Linked DNA regions of Rattus norvegicus: region 2 is linked to region 1. The links are chromatin contacts, called in public Hi-C maps. All regions are on one chromosome and are shown on one strand. Each heading gives the region's core, a stretch centred on a gene start, on an enhancer-like site or on the middle of the called end of the contact. The rest is flanking DNA. Distances are from core to core; before and after follow the strand shown. Region 1 overlaps Rbm18 (RNA binding motif protein 18). Region 2 overlaps Mrrf (mitochondrial ribosome recycling factor).

Region 1 (3,383 bases), core at 702-3,201:
TAGTATTAAATTTGTGAACTTTGAAACAATGTACAGAGATGGTAATTGTTCTTTTAGAATGCTTATCCCTTGTTGGCCTCTACTGCTGCTGCTACTTTAGGGCTAAGAGAACATTAAGGACATTGTAATCCCACAAGTGAAGCAAAGCGTGTCTCCTGTCTCGCTCTGTGTGCTCTGGTGGGGCCTTCTTACAGCGGGTGAGCAGCCAGTGCCTGACACACAGTGCATGGTGATGAAAGTGCATGGAATAGATGGCTGCTGAGTGCTACAGACTCACCGCTGTCCAAGTCTTCCTTTCGGGCCTCTTCACCCCTACTGGATGTGAGTTCCACTTAGTTGAATGCCTCATGGATACCAGTGGTTTGTCAGGATGGGAAGGTTTGCTGAGAGTGACTTCTCAGCTTTGGCGTTCCTTTTAACCTTGTCGCTGCTATGTCTGCTGATGAGAGGGTCGGGAGAGTTTGTGCTCTGAAAACCAGGCGCATAGGTTGACTCACAGATGCCTCGCTCAGTCTCTTGGATTAGCTCTGCCTTTTCCAGCCTGATTGCCTTCTTATCCTTGAGCTGTAGTCAAGGATATAACTCCATAGCTCCCGAGTGAGCACTGGTTCGTGATGTAGTCTGCACACCGGCTAACGCATGTGTGTGCAGAAAGATAGCACCTGAGGGGGCAGTGCTGTCAGCTCACACTGGAGCGCCTCCTCTGTGCGTCCTGCTTTTCATGCCCTCTGAAGACTCACAGCCACCCCTCGGGAACGAGTAGTAGTGACCATATTTTACAGCTGACAAATGTAGAGACTTTAAATACCTGCAAACCCTGCACTGCCAACAAGTGACAGAGGATTTGAAATCTTATTTCGTTTTTAAAATTCAAGATGTTATTGTTGTTTGACCATTTGAAATTATAAGCCAAGTTGAATTATAAGTCCAGTTACCAAAAGCAATTTGGTTAGAAACCCAGCTATCGAAACTTACTGAGGCCCTGTGAGAGTACAGGTAACTGATAAGTGTTTGAATTTCTGACTGACTCTTGTCCTGTCTTGGACAGGAAGCAGAACAAGCCATCCAGTGTCTCAATGGCAAGCTGGCGCTGTCTAAGAAGCTGGTTGTGCGATGGGCCCACGCTCAGGTCAAGGTGAGTGTAAGGGAGACAGACACAAAGCACCCACCCTGGCTGAGTCTCTGATGAGTAGCCCAGCTCTCCATTACGTGCGGCCTGTTTGTGCCACAGCCGTGCTTTGCTCTCCTCCACTTGAATTGACTATGTGTCTCGCCAGACTTTTCTTTTGAAAGCTGTTGGAGAGGAAGCAAGTTCCCTCATTGTTTCTCTGCACATGCTCACAGGTCCTGCTGTGATTGATTTTTGCACGTGGCTTATGTGTACACTGAAGCCTCTGTCTTTTTTTTTTTTTTTAATGGGAATTGTTCTTGGGGTGGAGAGTCTATGACTCTTCCCAGCCTCACATCTCTAAGGAGAGTTCCCATGTATTTATTGTTCTAAACACTTGAGAAGTGGGTAGGCTCTTTGTGCTTAAAGCACTATAGTCCCTCTCCTGCAGAGGTTGGGAGAATGACTAGAGTGTGGATTTGTGGAACTTTGCAGGGTCTGTATGGCTCCAGGCCTTGAAAAGTGGCACACTGCCCTGTCCACTTTATAGTTGGTCTCTTGGGGAAAGGTACTGTAAAAGCTGTGGCCATTTTTTTTAAGGCATTCTAACCAGGCTATAGTGGCACACGCTTTAATCCCAGCACATAGAAGGCAAAGGCAAGTGGATTTCTGTGAGTTCAAGGCCAGCTTAGTCTACAGGGCAAATTCCAGGACAGCTTGGCCTACACAAAGAAACTCTAGTTTACAAAAACCAAAACAAACAAGCAAAAAGGTATTCTGTTCCAGCTGGCACGCAAGTGGTAAGGGGTGGACTCCAGCAGTCCCAACAGACAGCCCTTGCTGCAAATCTGCCAGCAGACGGACTTGCAGCTGTCAGAGCTAGAGCGTCTGCTCTCAGCTAGATGAGCCCAGGTTCTGATCTGAGCCGTGCTGCCTGCTTCCTAGCACACTTCCCCATAAGAACTCAGACTAAATTGACATCTGAGTAGCATGTCCCTGCTGAAAAGCAGGCTGTATAAGCTGTGAGGCCTGTGCACATCCCAGGTCGCGATGGGACAGGCACCCTCAGTGTCTCAGCTAAGTTTCTCATCCTGCATCTCAGGAAGAGGCAAACAGGAGAAATCACCCTTCATCCTGCCTTTCATATGAAATGTCTACCTCGTGGTTTCTTTTCTGACCAGAGGCCCCTGATTGCTCTCAGTGTCATACTTTTCACAACAAGTACGTAATTATTTGACATCAAATTAAACTCCTTTCCTCTGTCCAACATGGAGTGTTGTTACTACTCCTCTTCTCCAGCAGGCCGATTAAGCGTTGAGTATTATACTTGTTACTTTGCAGAATCTAGCAGAATTTTAAAGTGGTTTGAATAAACCAATACTGTAAGAAGCATTATATGGCAGGTTTAAGACTGTGAGAGGGCAGGCAGCCCTGCTGTGCATTTGTACATCTGTGAGTTTGAGCAATGAAGTTCTTAGCTAGGAAATTCCTCCTCTCCCCAAAAAGACTAATGACGAGATAGAAGCTTTTTCTGGACTTCTTTTTCTAGGACAAAATTTTGCATTAATATTAAATATAAAACAGGCCTAGGGCTGTCTAGCAATACGCTGGTGGTAAAATGGATAGGATTGGCATATTTTACCCGTGTTGGACTTCTGTCAGCTAACTTCTGCCTGGGTGAAGTAATCTACCTTCTGTCCCTTTCAGAGATACGATCATAACAAGAATGATAAGATCCTTCCCATCAGCCTTGAGCCATCCTCAAGCACTGAAGCTACTCAGTCTAACCTCAGGTAAGGCAGCATCCGAGCACTGCCAACACTCTGATCACAGTATAGTGAGACGCGACAGGCTCTTAATCTAGAGTAGACCGCGGGTCTGTTGTGTTAAGAGAGAGATGGTCAGTGTATATTTCCTCTTTCTCCACACTCCCCCTTCATAATCATGTACCACCATTCATAGAATTCATTCACCGAAAAAGGAACAGGTTTAATGGTCACACACAGCTCCTTGAGCTAGCGCTAGGAGATAAATCACACACAGCCCTTTACCCTGAAAACAAGCATTCTAATGAGAGCTGTGTCCCTGGCATTTTCGTTATATACTAATTCCTCCCCGACTCTGGCCTCTCCTGTGCTCGCAGATGTTGATTCTGTGTCCCTGCAGCAGCTATAATAGTCTTGTTCCCATCTACATGGCTTGTCAGCTGCTTCTTTGGAGTTAATTCAAAACAGGGGCACCAAGAGTTGAATAGAGAAGGGGAGTTGAGTGGGTG
Region 2 (3,360 bases), core at 792-3,291, 35 kb before region 1:
GTTAATTAGCAATGAGAGAGACACCCACAAAGCTCTATAAGATCATCAATCCTTTGCCTCAACCCATGCAACGGCTTTTCCTCACCATCAGAAGAAATCCCAGTTCCTCCCACTGCCTTGAACCTCCACCATCAGTCCTAGTCCAAACCTACTCTCGCTACCCTTTAGGCACTCCTGATTTCCTTTCACTCACTCAGTCATCATCCTGTCCATTCTTTCAAGAGTTACGTTGTATAGATCCGGCTGGCCTTGAACTTGTGACCCTCCTGACCCCACTTCCCAAGTATTATCTTTTCTTTTTAAAAGTAATTTTAATTGATTACCTGGGGGTGGGGAGTGGTTGCTGCCACAGCACACACATGGAGGCCAAAGGACAACTCCATGGCCAATTGTCTCTTCACCTTTATGTGGCTCAGGATTGAAGTCGATAGTCAGGCTTTTATGGCAAGGGTCCTTTTTAACCCACTGAACATCTCATCAGCCCTGCCTTCTCTTTTCAATTTTAGGAACAAAGACCTATTTTTAATCATTTAAAACTCCATTAAAAAACAAAACAAAAAACCATGACTCTGGATTTATGCCTTTAATTCTTCAATTAGCAAAGACTAATGTAAAAATAATTCAACAAGGAACATGGGGTTAGAGTTGACAGTGTCAAGTTGCTTTCTGATCTGAGGCTTGCCACTCACCCTTCCTGGAATGTTTCCTCTAGGCTGATGAGTCTGCCTCCTCATCAGGCTCTCTCTCAGCAGAAACATTAGCTCCTTACAGAATCCCCCACACTAAACCTGCCCTTTCCTCCGTCTCTCCCACCATGCGCTCTCACTTGGATACCAGTGGCTTTTATTTCCTCCTAGAATTTACTTAATGTGATCTGTAATGGCTCTGTGTGCTAACTTGTCCTAACTTTTCTGCCAAAAGTGTGAGGACAAGGTGTTCTGAAAGCTCACTGCTGTAGACCAAGCGTCCAGCACACATAGGTGTTGGGAACGAGTCTGTGCCAGCAAACTGATCTTATAGCACAGCCAGGGTGGAAGACGCAGGTAAGTGAGCCATGCCACTGGCCCAAGAGTGCTGCAGGATACTGGTTTTCATCCAAGGGCAACTACCCCCATCACTGGAATACATGGATTTCAGCCAAACTTACTTAGGAATGGGTACCCGAATTAGTGTTCCTTCCACTTCTGGGTTCAGATTCATTCCACTTTCTCTTATAGCCTTGATAGCTGCAGCTGTACACTGAAAACCAGATCAAAAGGTAAACAGAATTAGTAAATAATTATTACCAGATGCAAGCCCTCTGTCGATAACTGGCAACCCATCTTGGCAGAACATGGAAACATTTAGTTCTGTTACCAGTAAGATCAGGAAGTTACACTGGTGTAGAGTGCTTTGATCAAGCTGAATAGCAAACTATGTCCACTCCTGGTACCAGTGTATTGCGGAAGGAAAAAAGAAAGAGTAGAAAAAATAAAAAGAAAACAGCTCTGCTTCTTTGAAAAGATTTCAATGGTTTGAGGCAACACAGATCAAAACCACAATAAATCCTCAAGGGAGGAGGACTGGTCTGTGCAAAGATCGGTGCAAAGACAGATGAAAGATTTCATACGTTAAAAATTCCAGTTGACATTTTACACTCAAAATATACCAGTGCCGATGTGGAATGAGTAAATAAATTTAACTCGTTCAGACCTACACTCAATCCCAAGCTCACACTTCGGCCTGAGAGTAAACCTCCTCCGTGTGCACAGCAAAGGGCAGAATGGACAAGAGTCACAGCGTGGGTCTTGGGAGTCAGAAAAGCTTCAGCTTATGTCTAGCTCTGGGACAAGGTTCCCTGAACAATAAATTTGACCATTCACAATCTGAGATGACCTGGTACCCAAACATCATTAAGACGGTGAACTAATGTGCCTTACTCAGTGCTGTTAATGCCCAGTAAGAGCAGTTAGGATACGAATAACCCATGTCCATGTACTGAGCACGTGTAAAGTCCTCAAATCAATGTCAGAGTTAATGTACGAGTTACACTGAAACACTGTCGTCGTCCTAACATCCTCCAGGATCTCCTCTGACAGGCTCACTCACTAGTACAGAGTCCCTAATGTCCAGCCTAGTATCGATCCTAAAAGCAAAAGAAAGTGAATGGAAGAGATTCCCACTAGATGACAATGAACTCCTAAGAACGAGGCTTCTGACATGCTCGAAAGAGTTTTAGGTTTCCCAGGCTGATCCGCCTCACTTGATCTCGAAGGCCAGCTCCTGACTTGAGCTCTTCCCCAGCTTTTACATCTGAAAGCATGGAGGGTGGCACATAGCTAATTTATTTCTCCAAGCATCTCACTGTTAATGTAAAAACTTCCCATCCCATCTTTAAATAACCTTAATCCTATACCCGTATGGGGTCAAAATGGCAAACTAGAACATCCACATGAAGATGTGAAGAATCTAAAGCTTTAAAATGGCACCTCTGGCCACAGGCTCTCAGGTTGCAAAGGGACCTGTGACATAACCAAGCTCCAGCTGTTGACTGTGAACAAGGCAAGGGGCCTACAGGGTAAAGCCAAATCCTTTAGAACAGAGAGTATTCCCTGACAACCCAAGAAATGCACAATAAGGACATGACCTGTCAAACCCCAGTTGCTCTCAGGGGTAAGGAGAAGCTGAACTACATTTAGTCCAACGTTGTTGTGCTGTCTTTACTCTTCAAAGATCCCCAAGCTCAGTGTACTCAGTAATTATTACATAAGGAAAGGACTGTGAGTACTACCTGTCTATGTGGAGCCGGAGAGAAGGCTCAGCAGTCAGTAACACTTGCTGCTTTTGCAAAGGATCTGAGTTTGTTTCTCACCACCCATGAGGCAGCCACTAACCATATGTAACCCCAGTTCCAGGGGACTCATCACCATCTTCTGGCCCTGTGGGCACTGCATGCACATAGTACGCACATAAACAGTAAAACACTCCCAGACATGAAGTCAAATTAAAAAGGTTAACTAGGTAAAGACATAAAGTTAGTATCCTCTGCAGAGAAGAACAGTCATCCTTAACAAAATCATTCATTGGTGGAGTTAAGAGTGAAAGAGAGGACCCCCATTTCATGGAGGAAGCTTTATCTCCCATCCCCCAGTCTTCTCACCATAAAACCAAGAAAACACTGCTTATAATCCCCCTACCACCACCGAGCTCCTTTCAGATGAATATATTCCATGCAACCTTCCCCTTAGACACGAGAGTACTGACTCACCAAGCCAGGCAGGAAATGTGCCCCAAAAATTTCACCTTCACAGTAGAAGGTCCAGTGCCAGGTGAAGTACAAGGCAAGTGGGCACCAACAACTTGAACAAATACTAGTAATCT

What was found. Hi-C and Micro-C count contacts between places; a contact is called where the count stands out from the background.
Region 2: a contact with region 1 is called in a Hi-C map of liver, with 3 times the contacts expected there. The contact joins two enhancer-like sites. A contact is called at or near these places in 3 of 12 Hi-C or Micro-C datasets (kidney and liver).

The regions. Positions count from the first base shown.
Region 1 is chr3:39,869,084-39,872,466 of GRCr8, reverse strand. It overlaps Rbm18 (RNA binding motif protein 18), which reads left to right. Exons shown (of 6, transcript NM_001107838.1): 4 at 1,049-1,135; 5 at 2,816-2,901. Among named protein-coding and RNA genes, the nearest start is that of Rbm18, 14 kb to the left of the region's middle. Within about 2 kb of position 1,951, at least 3 of the 93 cell types and tissues checked have an H3K27ac peak or open chromatin away from gene starts, as enhancers often do. A contact at or near this core is called in liver, where this site is marked.
Region 2 is chr3:39,904,497-39,907,856 of GRCr8, reverse strand. Mrrf (mitochondrial ribosome recycling factor) reads right to left here. Exons shown (of 7, transcript NM_001008354.1): 5 at 1,148-1,239. Among named protein-coding and RNA genes, the nearest start is that of Mrrf, 22 kb to the right of the region's middle. Within about 2 kb of position 2,041, at least 1 of the 93 cell types and tissues checked has an H3K27ac peak or open chromatin away from gene starts, as enhancers often do. A contact at or near this core is called in liver, where this site is marked.